3 separate regions of the Mus musculus genome follow, and all the other regions are linked to region 2. A link is a contact called in public Hi-C and HiCAR-type data. All regions are on one chromosome and are shown on one strand. The core of a region is the stretch at or near the end of the contact, and the rest is flanking DNA. Distances in the headings are between cores, read along the strand shown.

Region 1 (2,700 bases), core at 14-2,513, 210 kb before region 2:
ATACTTGCATGGCTGGTTTTATTTTCAATGTAATATTCAAGGGGTGTGTGTGTGTGTCTTCAGCTCCTGACTCTTGTTCTAAGCTCAGCATTTTGGAATATACATGACATGAGTTGGGGAACAGGGACATAGACCCGGTGATTAATTAAGAGCTGGTTTAACAGGTCTAAATTTCATTCTCTCTCTCTCTCTCTCTCTCTCTCACACACACACACACACACACACATACACACACCTGTTAAGTACCACATGTCTGATTCAGCAAGACTCCACCCACAAGGTTAATGAGAGAGTGAGAGAGAGAGAGAAGGAGAGGAGGAGGAGGAGGAGGAGGAGGAGGAGGAGGAGGAGGAGGAGGAGGAGGAGGAGGAGGAGAGAAGAGAGATTGCAAACCGAGGTCCCAAATTATGTTGTCAAGGGTAATTCACCAACCAACTACAAGCTCACCCAGTTTAAACTGTCCTATTTGGTGGGGGATTTCATGTGGCATATTAGGTGAAGTTTGAGATGCCCACCTTGGTACCGAGTTTGCTGCCTGAAGGAAGAGGATCCGATCTCTCCTGTGAGGAATCTTTCCTAAGTAAATGGCAAGTGGTAGGAGGGAAATTGGTTCTCATTTGCCCTGCCTTAGGAAGTGAGGAACTGCAAGCCACATCCCCCCACCCCCCACTCCCCTAAAGGATCTGGCCATGAGGTAAAGCATTCCTCCCTTTGTCTTAAGCTCCCCTTTGATGTGCAAGTCACTGGTGGAGTAAACCGTGATGACTTTGATGTTGAACTTGGAGACTTTATTGTTACTAGCATGCCTATAAGGAGAGCCGCCAGTCACTTCTCACATCTGAACAACCATGTTCCTTTACAGCCCCTTTTTTACAAGCATCAAATCCTTAAATACATGTTTTCCCATTCCTGTTGATTACTATGCTATCTGTGGTGGGGGAGGGCTGTGCTCCAATGTAATTGCAGCACCCACGTTTTCTGTAAACACCCCGAGGCGAGGCATCGTCAGATGGCTGGTAACCAAACTCCCTCAACAAGAGAAGCTTAACTGCAAAACAAATTTCTAGCAAATAAAAACATCCCGAGAAACTCTCTGAGCCATTTTAGTAGTCAAAAGGAGGAGTTTGGTCAGTATTTCTCCTAAGCAACCATTTGAAACGACACAGAAACTGTAAAAGAGTTGGCGGCGGCGGCAGGGGCCTGCGGAGAGGCTGCCAAAAGTTTGAACCATCTTAACTCATTGTAACAACTTTGTTTCTCTGCAGTGGTGGAAACAGGAAACTTCTGTTAAGACGATTCTGCTGGATAGAAGCCTGGCTTTCCCTTTAAATTTCTACCCAACCAGAAACAGGCAATGTGCTCAGTCTTTAAAGGAGCTGTTGAAGATACAACTCTAATTTCACGTGCTGACTCCCATCAGATTTTTCTTTCCAAACTTTGTTTAATCACTTCTGGAAATGTCAAATATCATCCCCTCACCCCAACCCTCACTTACATCACAGGAAACTGGTGTCTAACAGACCCTTCTCCTTCGATCAACATTGTAATAAAACTCAAGTTCTTTTGGATTTCTGGCTTCAGATGAAGTAGGGACAGATCTCCATGTTTCCTTCTGGTTCTGTTTGCTGTTGTTGTTTTGTTTGTTTGTTTGTTTGTTTTTAAGCAGGTGGCCCAGGAGGCACAGCATTTCTGCCTGCTAATCACTGGGGAGAAATGGGGGGGTGTACTACATCTCTTAGGGATCTGGGGCTTTAGTGTGCCGTTGGGAATACAATCACGGTGGAATACAGTGGTTTAGGCTGTTTGGTGGTCTTCATTTTTCAGTTAATACCCCACTCCTAGGTTTCAACTCAACCATCAAAAATGGAAAAGGCTTTGGGCTAGAACTTGATAAAGCAGGGCTGTAATTTGCCAGAACTAAGTTTAGGCATATTTGTTAATATTAATGAAAGCCTTCTTGTTTTAAAATGTATTTAAATAGCTGGCATTAGTAATTACCTCTTTCTACCTTAGAATTTTCACTTCCAAAAGGAGCTGGTTAGCCGACTGAAGTATCTTAAGCAGTTATAGTTGGGGACAGGGAGTAAAGAAGTCAGCAGGCTTCTGTGTGCCTTTCCTACATCTTGAACGAGAGACCCCAGCCCACCTTTCAACTGTAACGGAAACATTTTTTTTTCTTATAGAAACATGAACTCTGGAAAAGACCTTGGCAGCTGTCAATCACAACCTTCTAATTTTACAAACAGGGCAAGAAGGCAAGCGAAGAAAACCTGCCAGTTACCATGCAGCAGATCCAGACTAGAGCCCATGCCTTCATCCGCTTCCCTCCACACGCAGGCTGGGGCTTTCCACTCCTCAACACCGTGTGGCAACTGGGGGCCCAGATGACTCATGCATCAAATAAAGGTGTTGAACTTAAGCGATTTCTCAATCAGAATCATCTATGCAGCTTACAATTTACCAGCACATGCGATCCACCAAGGCCATCAGACCAAAATCACCAGAATCTCAAATAGAACACGCACACACAAATACACATATATTGTTTAAAATTTGACTTTTAAGTACATGTCTGTGTGTGTGTGTGTGTGTGTGTGTGTGTGTGTGTGTGTATGTGTGTGGGGGGTATGTGCACATGAGTACAGGAGGCCAGTAGAGCGTGTTGGATTGGGTTGATTGGCCTGGCATGAGCACTGTGAC
Region 2 (2,700 bases), core at 169-2,668:
TTGAAACACAAAAAAATAAAAATGATGCTGCTTTGTGGATTATATACTTCCAGGGAACATAGTCTGAATTCAGCGAGGCGACTTCGCTGAGGGAACTGCCAGCTAACAATGATGACAGATGTTGTTGTCCCTAAAGGCAGATGCCACTTGGCCTAGGTTAGAAAGGTTTAAGAGACAGGAAGAAAAAAAAATAGAGATTTTTGATTTGCATCTAACACAGGTCATGCAATCCCGCAAAGGCTTTCTGTTTTATAACCCACTGGACATTCCCCAATTTCCCCAATGTCTTATTAGTTTGGTTCTCTCATTGTGACCATTTCACAGATGAAGCACTTTAATCTGAGAAAGATTAAGTCACTTCTCAAAAGTTATAAAACTAGGGGGCTAGGAAAATGACTCAGGGAGTAAACTATTTCCCCACATAGTCAAGAGGACCGGGGCAGTTTAGATCCCCAGCACCCTCGTCAAAGCCGGACAGGAGTGGTGGGCCATCTGTCAATTCAAGGTTAGGGAGCCTTGATTGGGTTAGGTTAGTTTTGGGGGATGGTCTTCCCCATCCCCCAAAACTTAGAGCTAGATCAGCCTGATCCAGCTTCAGTAAGGGGCCTGCTTTAGTAAAGAAAGTAGAGAGTGATTGAGGAAGACTCTGATAACATCAACCTCTGGGCTCCATGCATATGCACACCTGCATGTATGTGCATATTAACCACCACCCACCCCGTGGCAAACATACATATTCACAATGCATAAGCATATACAGAAACAAGTTACAAAACTAGTAAAGAGGACAGCTGGGTCTTTTGGATTCAGCAGGCCGAATTTACATCCCACCATGCTCTGGTGTTATAGACAATCTGGTGGTGAAGCGGGTGAGTGTGTGTGTGGTGGGATGTTTGCTCTGGATGTGGGGTTCTCAGGCTGGCTGGTTGTGATGGAGTGTAATCGGGAGAGGTGAACACAGCTTTTTCTTCGCCTAGATCAGCACTGTTCCAGATGAGTGTGAACGCAGCATGTTTGTAACTGTCAACTTTGAGGTTGGGGACTCCCTTGGACTTGCATCTCCCAGCAGCCAGGGTAGCATTTCTGGCTTGCATGCATCTTTAAAACCACACCCATGGGGGGCGGGGGGGGGGAGAGAAAACACAAGCAGTTGAGGTTTTGTCTGCTTCAGCTAGGACTTCATTGGCACCTACTGAGCCCTTGGCTTGATTTCCCCTCCGCCTAAAGGAGGCAGGACTGTGCCTGGCCAGTTCCCCGGTGTTTCTAAGGTGTCTCTTCAGCTTGGAGAGGCCCACAGAGTCCAGTGGAGTGGATTTCGTGACTCGGGTCAGCATGAGCTCCTCCCAGGCAAGTGGAGGGAGGGAGAACGAAAGTAGCTTTCCACAGCTCTGTAGGCTGAGCAAGCCAGCGACTTGGCCTTGGTGTCAAGTCAGTTATATAAGCTCTGGCTGCCTGCCTCCCTGGCGGGGGAAGGGACAGAAAGGAGCAGGAAAGGCCTTATTAGCATTGTGATAAGAAACTAGACAGAGAAAGCTTGCTGTCTTGAGAGCCTAGAGCCAGGCGCTTCCTATTTCATTCCACAGTTTTCAAGTCCTCCCTTGCACAGTAGGGGAAGCCAGCAGAGGGAACCAAGCTGGGACTTCCAGGCCCAACTTTATTAAACCTTAAAACAAGCCCTCTTCTAGCAAAATAGTTCAGTTGGTGGAATGTTTGCCCAGCATGTATGGAACCCTGGGTTCCATACCCAGCATTACATAGAACAGGGCAGAGTGGTGGTCATAATACCAAGAGACCAGAGGCAGGAGATCAGACGTTTAAGGTCATCCTTGACTACACAGCAGGTTTGAAGCCAGCCTTAGTTACATGAGACCCTATCTCAAAACAAACCAAATCGAAACACCCCACCCGCACCCCTTCTGCAAGTCTTCGGAAGACCAATGGTTAGGGACTTAGGAAAGTCAAGATGGATGAAGTCCAGGGTTGAAGACAGGCACCGTCATGCATTTTGCAGCCAGGCTTTGCCATCGGAAGCCTCCCTGGGGATGACTGAAAGATGGAAGCACCTCGGCCCAAGACTCCCGCCAGCTCCTTCCAAACCTTTCAATAAGGACAACAAAAATAATAACAATGTGTCCTCAACGGGGTCCTTTACTTTGAAGGTCTGTCTCTTTGGGTCACAAGAGTGACAGTCATCTATTTGTTTTTAACTGGCAGGATGGCCGTACAGATACTCCTTGTCACAGAAATCACTTTAATCACTTTCAATGGAGACGGTAGGCACTCCTCCACAGCTGCCACCCACCTTCCCAGCCAAGGGAAGAGACGTTTCCCTTTCTGCATCTGTCCCACAAACGTGGCCCTAAAACATTGCTCATGAGTGGCCCTAGACGAGAGAACTTGTAAGGAAATGCTCATTCCAGCTAGTAATAAAAATGAAAATTAACGCAACCTCAGAGGGGTCTTTTCATTTTTGTCTTACAAACTAATATTCTTGATGCTGGTCAGGCTGCACTGAACCTGAGAGACTTAGGCTGTAAATCAGCATAATTCCTCACTAAAGAAACACCCGTGCTTTGTAACAGGAATCAGAAGATGCACTTCACCCTGACTCAGTAATCCCTCTCTTGGGGATTTATACTAATGAAACCATCTGACAAGCAAAAAGCTACACAAACTGCCCTAGTGTTGCTACTGATCAGC
Region 3 (2,700 bases), core at 178-2,677, 150 kb after region 2:
CAAGGCTGTTGCCTGCCTTACGAAGGAGCTACTGTCCAGAGCCTGCCTCCTGCTGGACTAGTAGATGTTAAATACAGTATAGGTCATGAAGCAGACATTGTCCAAGTTTTTTCTTTCCCAGTGCCATCAAGAGACTAGGCAGCTCTTTTCAAACTTAGCAAGGAGAATCTCTGAGGCTTTATTCAAACACAAATTGCTGGCCCAAACTCTGAAATATTTGACTTGAAACCCTTGGGCAAGGATAAAGAATTTATATTTCACACTCAGATGATGGTGATATGACCGCTCAAAGAATTTCACTCTGTGAACCATGATATCAGGAAGCATCACCCTTGTCTATAGATTTGGCCCCATTAAAATGAATCCCTCACACTGGGGAGATGGGCCAGTCAGTCAAGGGCTTGCCTTAAAATCATGAGAATTAGCCTGACAGTGGTGGCGCATGCCTTTAATCCCAGCATTATGGATGCAGTGACAAGTAGATCTCTGAGTTTGAGGCCAGTCTGGTCTACAGAGTGAGTTCTAGGACAGCCAAGGCTACACAGAGAAATCCTGTCTTGAAAAACCAAAACAAACAACAACAACAACAACACCCCATCCCCAAACACACACAGCAAAATCAATGAGAACTGGAGTTTGGTCATCGGAACCCACATTTAAAAGCCAGGCAAGTGCTTAGATAGAGTGCTTGTAATCTTAGCACTGGTGAGGCCAAAAGTAGGATCCCTTGGGCCTGCTGGTTAGCAAGTGTAGCCTTGTAGACCAAGTCCAGGCTAGTGAGTGTCTCAAAAGTAAGGTTTGCCTAGAGAGTGACACCCAAGGATGACCTCTGGTTCCCAGACTAATTTGAACACACGCACACGCACACGCACACACACACACACTATAAAAATTGAGTTCCCTACTTTACCACAGAAACTATCTTTCTTTCTATACTGTTGGCTCCACTGTCCATTTCTCACCTAGAACAACAACAACAAAAAAAAAATCAGCCCTTCAATTGCACAGCCAAGCTTGACTTGACTAAGCCTTAACTACGTGCCAGGCACTGTTCTAAATCCTTAACACATTATTAGCTCATTTAATCCACATAATTCTATGCAATAGGTACCACGATTATCCCCATTTTAGAAATAATAAATCCCACAGGGGGCCCTTAGGAAATACTTTCTGAATGAATGAAGGCAGGCAGGCAGGCTCGGGAAGCATTTATACCATGTGCTACGGAAGCTTGTTACCATGCCAAGGGAAGCCATCAGAAAGTGAAGAACTGGCTTGTCAACCAGTTGTTTGTTCCTGTACGACACCAAATAACCCATGTGCCTGCCATTGGCTGCCTACTCTGGCTCTGTGTAGACATCTCCTCACTGGGAGGGAAGCCAGAGTTAATCTCTCACAAAGGGTGGTTTAATAATAACCAGACACTGGAGGCGAACAGAAAGGAACACAGTGATCCCACGCAACCCCAGGAAAATGGACTATTCGGGCTCACAGTGTGTGCACTGCCAACTGGGGAGGGCCCCTGGGGCTGCCTGAGGTTTCTTAATTTTTATTCTAAAAATAGCCTAAGCAGGTGTCCCTCCTGGTTATCCCCGAATGCACCACTGCAAGCATCCACAGATGCCTATCACTCTAAAACAACACTAACGCTCCCATTGGAATGGAAACCAGGTCATCTCTGAAAGACTATAAATGGACAGCCCCTCTCTCTCTATTACTTATTAATGTTTCCCGCCTTTTGCTCAACCAGCCTTGAGGCCCAAACAGAGAAACACACCCTACATAAAGTTACCAGTACAGATAAATAAAACATCAGACTCAAACTGGTAGCTTTATCCTCCCCTGCTGGAGCAGGGTAGGCTGCACTGCTAGACACTACACACACAGCGATCCTCAAAGTGCAGCCCTTGGAGAACTAAGGGATGCACTCTTCCCAGAAGTTACTCATCTTTGCCTCTGTGGACGATTGCTCTTGTCTGCTATGGATGGCGTGAGGTGATCACAGAGTGATTCGCAACCCGAGTCCCTTGGAGTTGGACAAAGCAAGGTTGGCATTGCTGATGAAGAGCCTCCCCATACAATATGCATGCTCTGTGGCTACTCAGCCTCGAGAGTCACCGAGGAAATACCAGCCGCAAGGAAATGTGTGCGAGAGAAGAATCAGAGTCGCTCTGTAAAGTTCCATAGAGATGTAATTATGCAGGATCCAAGCCTATCTGATGTGGCGACCCTGGCATCCATCACTCCAGGGAGCCCTCTGGGTCAAGGGGAGAGCCATGCCCAAAGCAGTATTATTCTCTCTACCTCCTCTAGCTGCTTACAAACAGTTCTTGCTTCACTGGAACAAAGTCTTGGAACAAGGTCTCAGTGTAGCCCAGCCTGGTGTGAGGCAACTTGAGGGGCTATTCTGATGGAGAGACTTGGTGTCACTCTTGGCACCAGGGTATGTCTCTTCATAACTCACCAGGATGGAGAAACAGAGAGAACCACACATCTATCAGGTCTTCTGCCTTAATGAAAACCTGGTACTCTCTTCTTCACACAGTGGCTATAGAGGGGAGAAACCTAGCCTGGCATTTTCTCGGTAATGGTCTCAATCAGTGTAGAAGAGCATTGCAGTGCGGAAGACAGCATTCCAACTGCTGTGGATGGAAGAATTGGTGCTCAGAGGTGTGAGTATTTAAAGGCGTGGGCCCCAGC

What was found. A called contact is a pair of places that touch in the nucleus more often than the background predicts. HiCAR-type assays count read pairs that join an accessible place to other places.
Region 1: a contact with region 2 is called in a Hi-C map of uterus, with 1.7 times the contacts expected there. The contact joins two enhancer-like sites. A contact is called at or near these places in 6 of 484 Hi-C or Micro-C datasets (epidermal suprabasal cells, group 2 innate lymphoid cells, nephron progenitors and 1 more) and 15 of 115 datasets of contacts at active chromatin or transcription factors (the SCID.adh cell line, T-cell acute lymphoblastic leukemia, craniofacial prominence and 12 more).
Region 3: a contact with region 2 is called in a HiCAR-type map of fibro-adipogenic progenitors, with 2.6 times the contacts expected there. The contact joins two enhancer-like sites. A contact is called at or near these places in 2 of 484 Hi-C or Micro-C datasets (LSK cells and liver) and 1 of 115 datasets of contacts at active chromatin or transcription factors (fibro-adipogenic progenitors).

What each region holds. Positions count from the first base shown.
Region 1 is chr9:69,300,139-69,302,838 of GRCm38.p6, reverse strand. All of the region lies in intron 2 of Rora (RAR-related orphan receptor alpha), which reads right to left. Gm46153 (a long non-coding RNA gene) reads left to right here. Exons shown (of 2, transcript XR_001779364.2): 2 at 2,184-2,419. Among named protein-coding and RNA genes, the nearest start is that of Gm46153, 4.1 kb to the left of the region's middle. Within about 2 kb of position 1,263, at least 66 of the 459 cell types and tissues checked have an H3K27ac peak or open chromatin away from gene starts, as enhancers often do. A contact at or near this core is called in the SCID.adh cell line, group 2 innate lymphoid cells and uterus, where this site is marked.
Region 2 is chr9:69,091,024-69,093,723 of GRCm38.p6, reverse strand. The region is part of intron 1 of Rora (RAR-related orphan receptor alpha); the gene reads right to left. Among named protein-coding and RNA genes, the nearest start is that of Gm46153, 210 kb to the left of the region's middle. Within about 2 kb of position 1,418, at least 111 of the 459 cell types and tissues checked have an H3K27ac peak or open chromatin away from gene starts, as enhancers often do. A contact at or near this core is called in the SCID.adh cell line, fibro-adipogenic progenitors, group 2 innate lymphoid cells and 1 more, where this site is marked.
Region 3 is chr9:68,939,933-68,942,632 of GRCm38.p6, reverse strand. The region is part of intron 1 of Rora (RAR-related orphan receptor alpha); the gene reads right to left. Among named protein-coding and RNA genes, the nearest start is that of Gm31262, 120 kb to the right of the region's middle. Within about 2 kb of position 1,427, at least 55 of the 459 cell types and tissues checked have an H3K27ac peak or open chromatin away from gene starts, as enhancers often do. A contact at or near this core is called in fibro-adipogenic progenitors, where this site is marked.